Regions from separate parts of the Mus musculus genome. Here region 2 is linked to region 1. A link is a contact called in public promoter capture Hi-C data. All regions are on one chromosome and are shown on one strand. Each heading gives the region's core, a stretch centred on a gene start, on an enhancer-like site or on the middle of the called end of the contact. The rest is flanking DNA. Distances are from core to core; before and after follow the strand shown. Region 1 overlaps Gbf1 (golgi-specific brefeldin A-resistance factor 1). Region 2 overlaps Trim8 (tripartite motif-containing 8).

Region 1 (4,031 bases), core at 889-3,388:
CTCAGCTTCATGCCTTACTGTAGCTGCCTATACAAAGAGATTTTACAACTGTTAAAACAAATCCAAAATAGAGACAAAAGAAACTCAATGCTTCAACCTCAAGGAAATAAAACAACATTCAGATTTTTGCCCACCAAAGTGGCACACACATAAAACAGAAAACTGGTAATCCTAAGGGCTGAAGACAGCAAGGAGAAATGGAAACGCCCAGGGCATTGCTGGTAGGGATGAAAATGCTCTAACCTACTAGGGAAGCCATCTATAAAATGTAACCTATAACACTTCACACAGAGATAAAATTAGTAAATATGGCCGTAGGAACACAGGGGTTTATTTCAGCTTATTTATAATGGCTTTAAAAAGAGAATAATGTAAACATTAAATAAAAATACACCATTATATCAAGGAGGAATGAGGAGGAAAATGGGGAATTATTTCATAATTAAATTTCTGTTGGGGCATGAAAAAGTTTGAGAAACATTTGTTAGGAATAGTTGTACAATGCTGTGGACATGACTAAAACTATGAAATTATTTTCTTCAATTGATTAAAGGGGGCTGTGGATGTAGGCTGCTTGCCTAGAATGCATGAAGTCACTGTTTTGATCCTAACACTTCATAAAACTGGATGTGGGAGCAAAAGGGTTATTATCCCAGTATGGAAGGGAAAGGCAGGAAGACCTGAAATCCACAGTATCCATTCTATATAATGAATCTGAGGCCACCTTGTGCTCTATCTTAAAAAAAAAAAAAAAGGTTAAAAGGTAAAATTATAGGGGTATGTGTGTGTGTTTTCCTACAAAGAAAGGAATAAATCAACTATATAATTATGTGTATACATCAAATAAACACTATTATGTGAAATACAGAAAATATATAATACAAATCCCCTCCCTCCCACCTAAAAAAAAAGGGGGGATAATCAGGCTGACGAGATGGCTCATCAGTTAAGAATACTCTGCTCTTCTAGAAAACTCAGGTTCAGTTCCTAGCACCTAGCTGGGATTGCTCATAAACGCAGTAACTACAGTGTTAGGAGAGTCTGACGCCCTCTTCTGGCTTCTGTGGGTATCTGCATGCATGTGGTGTATATATACATATACATATATATATATATATATATATATAGAGAGAGAGAGAGAGAGAGAGATAGATCACATCTATATCTATCTATCTATATATATAGGGACACGCATATTCACATAAAATAAAATGAATAAATAAATCTTTTTTTTTTTTTTTTTTGGACAGGGTTTCTCTGTATAGCCCTGGCTGTCCTGGAACTCACTTTGTAGACCAGGTTGGCCTCGAACTCAGAAATCTGCCTGCCTCTGCCTCTCAAGTGCTGGGATCAAAGGGGTGTGCCACCATGCCTGGCTAAATAAATATTTTTTAAAAAAGATAATACTGTCTATATCCAGTACTTGGGAGGCTGAGGCAGGAGGACTTCAACTTCCAAGCTACACAGAAAGACCTGTCTTAAGATGAGTGTGTAAATGTGGAGGGGTGTGCGTGTGTTCATATTTATATGCATCAAGAAAAAGATAAAAGCAGTCAAGCCATGTCACTAACACCATTTACTTAAAGAAGAGATTTTGGCGCTAAGACAGAGAGGAGAGACTTCTTTTCTTTCAGACGTCTCTACATAGTTTTCTTAAAATCAGCACAAAATTGGAAAATAAGGCAAACCAGCCAGAGGGAGAGATAGCTCAGTGCATAAAGGAACTTGCTGTCAAGCTTAATGACTGAGTTTTATTCTTGGGACCCACATGATGGGAGAAGAAAACCTATGCCACAGACTGTCCTCTGACCTCCATTGGGGACCTGTCTGTGTGCATGTCCCTTTTCCCTGCTTCCTGTTTTGTGTAATTTTAGAAACATGCTTGTTCCTTTGCATATAAATAAATAAAGGTAGTTTTCAAAAAAGGCAAACTAAACCTACAAGGGAACCACACTCTTAACTCTCCAAAGTGTGGTGGAAACTAGAGTCCCAGGCAATCTTCTCTCTTCTCTCCCTCCATGGATAACCCAGCCAATCAGCATCCTGAGAATAAGTAGGCCTATGTCTCTACTAGGAAAGGGACAGCTGGGCAAACCAGCTGGTTTAAGGCCTGTGCAGCAGGAGATGGAGTGCTGCAGATGCCACCAAAGCCTAAGTGCTTACCTATGAGTGCGTAGGACAGGAACTTGTTGACAGAGGTGAGTGCCAGGCCGGTGATAGGACCAGTGGTGTCTTCAGAGCGAATGACTTCCAGAAATGGACGAAGGAATACATTTGGCTCAATCTCTGAGAGTTCTGCAAGTAAAACAAGAAGAAAAAAAAAAGACCCACAAATCAAAAATGAAAAGACACTAACAAAAATTAATCCTGGCAAAAGGTCATTTTTGTCTGTTGAATGAAGTTAGAGGGCTCCTTGTTTGGGTCAATCTTCTTCCCCCTAAAATACCTTGAATTAAGTTCCTGACACAACCTTTTTATCTGTAAAAGGTTTAGGATTTAGCTCTAAAAGATTAATATTTTTTAAAAAGAACATTTAGAAAGTTAATAGTAAGATTATTAAAAGGGTGAGTTTTTTTGTCATACAGAATATTGTTTCATTACTGTTGTCTGTATGCTTGAGATTGAGTTCAGGACACTGCATATGCAACTATTCTTCCAATGAGCTACATTCTCAGCCCTTGAGCACAATCAAAAAAATTAACAAAGCTGGACATCAGGTGTGACAGTTCATATTCTAACCCCAGTTTTCAGGAGGCAGCAGTAGGAAAATCACTACATGTTTGAAGGGAGCCTTATCTACAGAGCTAGTTCCAGGGCAACCAGGACTACATAGCAGGCTACTCTTGCTTCAAAATACAAACAAAAATAAAAAAGGAAAGAAACCAACAATACTTATTTAGTCAATTTTCTACACTCATTTCATCATTTCTTTAGTGATACACAGGTGATCTTTACCTTGTTAACTAAAGACATTCCTGGGAGAGAGGGAAACCTGATTTTAGTTCCCTGATGGAAAGGAAGCCTGGAATAAGCAAAGGCTGAGCAGCCTCCAGTCATAGCGACAGTTTGTAATCTTGCAAGGTCTTAACCCACCTTCTTCCCTCCCTCTTTCCCCCCTCTTTCCCAGAGCACACAGGTAGCTAACTGTCCTGAGATGAAGGAGCATCACAGTCTTTGAGAAAAAGTATGGTTTAGATAAGATCATGATTGGCCTTGAATCACACAATAAGCAGAGCTGAGATTTACATGGTTTTACAATTCCCAAACCACACATCTACCCTACCTCACTGCCAGCACATATGTCTACTGTAGCAGATCTCAGTCCAGGGTAAGACACACTACTCTGGACTTCCTGCCTACCTGACTTTGCTGACAGTTAAATTGCTTCTTTCTACTCTACTGTGGTTTGAGTTTTCAGAGCTAGTTTCCTTTTGAGTTTTCCCAAACAGGCCAGAATCTTTCAGGGATATGATCAAGGCTATCCCACCTTAGAGACTGAGGGGAGGGAAAGTAGGGCTGTAGGGCTGAGTGCGTGAGCGAGCGCTTCATTTTCATGCAAATGTAGGGCACTCCCTACTCAGTCCCTACCTTTCCTCCTCTCTGAGTAAACATTTTCTGGGCCGGCTGCTTCCCAGATTAACGCTTTAATTAACTGGCAGATTGGGTAGTATTTTCCAAGGCTGTCTGTATAGTGATCACATCAGCTGTACAAAACCTGCTTCTCATTCCCCACTGGATCCACCTAGAGATTGATGACTTACAGAAAAAAAATAAAGAGAAATGTGTGCGTGTGTGAGAGCATGCACATGTGTGTTAACAGACATTAAGGTAGAGAGAATACAGTTAGGAAGGGTGAAATACATAACACTTTTTAAAGGCTCATTAAGAAATGTACCATGAGACCGGGGAATGGCTGAGTAAGGTGCTTGCTGCATAAGAACGTGGGCCTGGGTTCAGACCTCCAGCACCTGGGTAAAAAAAGTCTCTAACTCCTGTGTGTGTGTGTGTGTGTGTGTGTGTGTGTGGGGGGG
Region 2 (4,031 bases), core at 653-3,152, 270 kb before region 1:
ATGAAGCCGACGTCCTCTGTCTTGTCGAAGAGACGCTGCAGGGAGCCCAGCAGCTTCTTGGCCTCCTGCATGCGCTCCCCAAGGTGCAGCGCCTGCGCCGCGTTCTCGCTGCAGAACTTGGCTTGCGCCTTGTCCAGGACCTCCACTGTCTGCCGCAAGTCTTCATCCAGCAGCTGGTGCAGCTTTTCGTACTGCAGCCGCACCTCCTCCTTCAGCTGGCTCACTTTCTCCTGCAGAGATAGACAAGGATCGGCAGGCACATGAGCACTGAGTGACCTCGGGCTGCCGTCACTACCCCAACTCCATTTCTGGTGCTAGGGTCTGGGCTCTTGAGGCCCCTGCCTTCTGAGGGTAAGGTGTGACCCACCAATTCCCCCTGTATAGCACTGGGCTGTGTGCCAACCACTCTTGACCTGTGGGCTCCTATTCCAATAGGTGAGTGATTGACAGGTGGCTCCGGCACAGAGAGCCTCAAGACCCTGCATCCCCATCACCCCACTTGTGCTCAGGGTTCACTACCTCCACCAGGCGCTTGTCTGACTCGAGCTTGTACAGCTGGTCCTCAATGTCCTGCTCTCTCTCCTCCAGCCGCTCCTGCTGCTTCATGAGCATCTTCTGTAGGGACAGTTGGAATAGCAGTGTGAGAATGGGGTGCTGCTCCACACTCAGTAGGGCAGCATATCACCCTCTTGTTCACAGAGTCTTCTCAGAGGTCCTCTGACTCAAGAGGACCTAAAATCTCTACCAGCCAGCCTCCCTACCCCTCAAGCAGCACCAGGACCAGCAGTTTTCAGTAATGGGAAACGCGAGGGTCTTCATGGGTAGTCAAGCCCTGAGCTTTCTAAGGGCAGCCCCCTGCTTTCTATGACCCATCACTTCATTATATTTAGAAGGGGGTTCATCTAGTCACCCTAGCCATCCATGAGGTAAGTACTGTACTATCATCATTCACAAAGGATGAAACTGAGGCCTGGAGAGGTCCGACAACCTGGCTACAGTCATCCGGCCAATGGAGCTGAAGAGATGTCTCAGTGGTTAGGAATGCCCACTGCTCTCGTGGTAGACCCAGAGTCAGGTTCCGTTCCCAGCACCAGTCAGGCAGCTCACAGGCGGTTCAGGGGACTCTGACTCCTCTGGCCTTCCCAAGTGCTCATAGACACACATATACATAATTAAAAATAAATATTTATCTCTGAAGTTGTAGAGCTAACGAGTGATACATCCCAGGTAATGGGGTAGGAGGCCTGTGATTATTCAAGCCAGGAACCTTTCCCTGGGGCACCGGCTTGAGTAGAGCACCCTAAGATGCAGACAGTCAAACAGCCTCCAAGGTGACACAGGCTCCTGAGCTTGCCTTATATTTGCCTTGTTCTATAGCTTAGCAACAAAGCCACCCCTTCCTTGTTCCCGAGGCTAAGCCCCAGTCTCAGAAGTCACGTGGTTCAGCACCTCAGCAGGACCAGTAGAGAGTGACTCCTTTTATTTTATATATGAGTGTTTTGCCTGAACATAACTATGTGCACCAGGTACCTGTCTGGCGCTGGCAGAGGTCAGAAGGGATTGGATCCCTGGAAATGGAATTGAATGCAGGTTCTCTGCAAGGGTTACTAATGTCCCTAATTGTCTGTTTCCACAATCCTTTATCCCATCACAAACACACCTCTTCAGACAAAGTCTCGCCCACCTAACATGACCGCCTCCTTTCAGATAATTCCCCATGGCCAGGAACCATCCAGCCGCTAGTGTAAGGTAAGTACGTCTTTGGCTGGGACAGGAGCGCCACGCCACGTGCCTTTAGAAGGTCCTGTGACTGCCTGCTTCCCCAGGATCTCCCCAGCACTGTGCTCACAGGGCACTTCAGTTCTTCCTGTCATTTCCTGCCAGCTAACAGTGCCCGCTTCTCCTTTGTCCGCTTTCTGAGGCCCAACTCTGAGGAACTTTCCATGACCCTGTTTGTTCTGAGTTGGTACAGGTCTTCCAATCCTGGTCATGTGGTCTGTCGGCTGTCACATCCTGCCCTACTGGGTAGCAGTGTTCTTTAGTATAGCAGCCACTTTTTACATTGAGATTAATACAAAATAAAGTAAGGCAGATATGGACATACGGGCCTGCAACCCTAGCACTGGGAAGCTGACACAGGAGTTTTGGGAGCCGGCGCCAGTACATAGAAAGACCTTGACTCAAAAAAAAAAAAAAAAAAAAGAGAGAGAGAGAGAGAGAAAAATGGAGGGCAGCTTCAGGCTCCCAGATGCACCAGCCTCAGCTACTGTACATAAAATGCTGCCACTCCCAGGAAGTCATGTGGCAGCTCTAGCCTAGCACCCCCCCCCCTCACTAGGCTACCGCCCCCTACTGTTACTGTGGTGTTACAACATGGAGGATAGAGCCCAGGGCCTTGCACAAGCTAGGCAAGTGTTCTACACAGACCTGCATCTTCAACTCACATTCTGATACTTTGTATTTCATTCACAAGTCATGATCTGATTTCTCTAGAAATTCTAACCCTCTCTCTTTTTTTTGTTTGTTTGGTTAGTTTTTCGAGACAGTGTTTCTCTGTGTAACAGTCAGTCCTGGCTGTCCAAGAATTCACTCGGACAGGCCCAGAACTCAAGACATTTTATCTCTGCCTCCAGAGTGTTTGGATTAAAGGCATGTGCTGCACACCCATGCAGCATTCTTTTCAACCCTCTTAAGGGACTGAGCTTTGGCTTGGGATGGTGGCACACATCCAAAGTATTAGCTCTTCGAAGGTGAAGCAGGAAGATCACCGCAAGTTCAAGGCCAGTCTGAACCAGAAGGGTTAGAAAAAAATAAGAAAAAGGCAAAAGGGGTGTTGGTGGAAAATAAGAATTGGTGTTAGCTAGGCATGACGGTGCAAGTCTTAGTTTCTACTCTGGGGACACTGAGGGACAAGATTGAGGTCATTCTTGGCTATAAAGGGAGACCCTGTATTAAAAGGGGGGGGGGCTTTGCAGCTGCAGCTGCCCTCTGCCTTTCTTCATAGTCATACCTCAAAAAGGCAGGAGAACCTGGTTGTTGTGAATCCATTTCCAGAAACACCCAAGGGCTAAACACAATGCTCTGCAAAGCAGCTCCCAGACACTCAGGGGAAATGTCCACCTTGGCAAGGGCACTTCTCTTCTGCTGTGGGGGCCTTTAGGCTCACCACATAACCCCTGCTCACCTTCCCTAAGAGTTCCTTCCTCAATTATATCTAAGGAAATCAAGACCAGCAGGAAACTTCAGGCAGATCTATTCTAGAGAGGTTGCTAGCCAAGAAACAAAGAAGAAAGATGCTGAGGGGTTAGGTGAAGGTAAGGCTCTCTTTCCAGGTCTAGAAAGCCTGGAGTTGGTCCCAGCTGGCTCTTCCCTGCAGTGACCCGGCAGACCGTGCCCTTGTCAGCCAGAGTGGCCAGATTGACAATAAATATAGCTTGTATGGCATAGAAATGGAGGTGCCTAAAGGACTGCCCAGATACACACCTGAGCAACCTGGGCTCTGAGACTCCTGAGTGCACATACATTTACACCCAATTACAAGTAATGACTGTTGGGTCTTTGGAGACCCCCGACAACGAAGGGGCTGACATTGAAACTTTCTTAGGGGTTTAAAGAAGCAGTTCAGTAGCTAAGAGTGCTAGCTGCTTGGGTGGAGAGGATCCAGGTTTGATTCCTGGCACTAACAGGGGCTCACAACCATCTGTAAATAACCTCAGTTCCTGGGGTTTCAACACCTTCTGGCCTCTGCAGGCACTGCGCACACACAGTATACATACACACAGGCAGGCAAAATACTCATACACACTTAAAAAAAACAAGCTTCACTGTAAACAGGAGGCCTCCCCCCTCTCCTATATCACAGGAGCTCAAACAGCACGCTGGCTGCCTATCATGTGTGTGCACAGGTGTGACTCACACGGAAACAAGCACCCCAGATACAAATCAGGGTTCAGGCCACCTGATAGCTCAGGCTCTCACTATTCCATGTCTGCCTGCCTGAGTCATGGATGACCAGGGCCCTGAACAGAGAT

The links. Capture Hi-C pulls out chosen DNA fragments and counts their contacts.
Region 2: a contact with region 1 is called in a promoter capture Hi-C map of pancreatic islet. The contact joins two enhancer-like sites. A contact is called at or near these places in 3 of 115 datasets of contacts at active chromatin or transcription factors (bone marrow-derived macrophages, embryonic stem cells and memory CD8 T cells) and 1 of 9 other capture datasets (pancreatic islet).

The regions. Positions count from the first base shown.
Region 1 is chr19:46,244,353-46,248,383 of GRCm38.p6, reverse strand. It overlaps Gbf1 (golgi-specific brefeldin A-resistance factor 1), which reads right to left. Exons shown (of 40, transcript NM_178930.3): 4 at 2,164-2,295. Among named protein-coding and RNA genes, the nearest start is that of 4833438C02Rik, 59 kb to the left of the region's middle. Within about 2 kb of position 2,138, at least 6 of the 459 cell types and tissues checked have an H3K27ac peak or open chromatin away from gene starts, as enhancers often do. A contact at or near this core is called in pancreatic islet, where this site is marked.
Region 2 is chr19:46,509,307-46,513,337 of GRCm38.p6, reverse strand. Trim8 (tripartite motif-containing 8) reads right to left here. Exons shown (of 6, transcript NM_053100.2): 2 at 520-615; 3 at 1-230. Among named protein-coding and RNA genes, the nearest start is that of Trim8, 9.7 kb to the right of the region's middle. Within about 2 kb of position 1,902, at least 146 of the 459 cell types and tissues checked have an H3K27ac peak or open chromatin away from gene starts, as enhancers often do. A contact at or near this core is called in pancreatic islet, where this site is marked.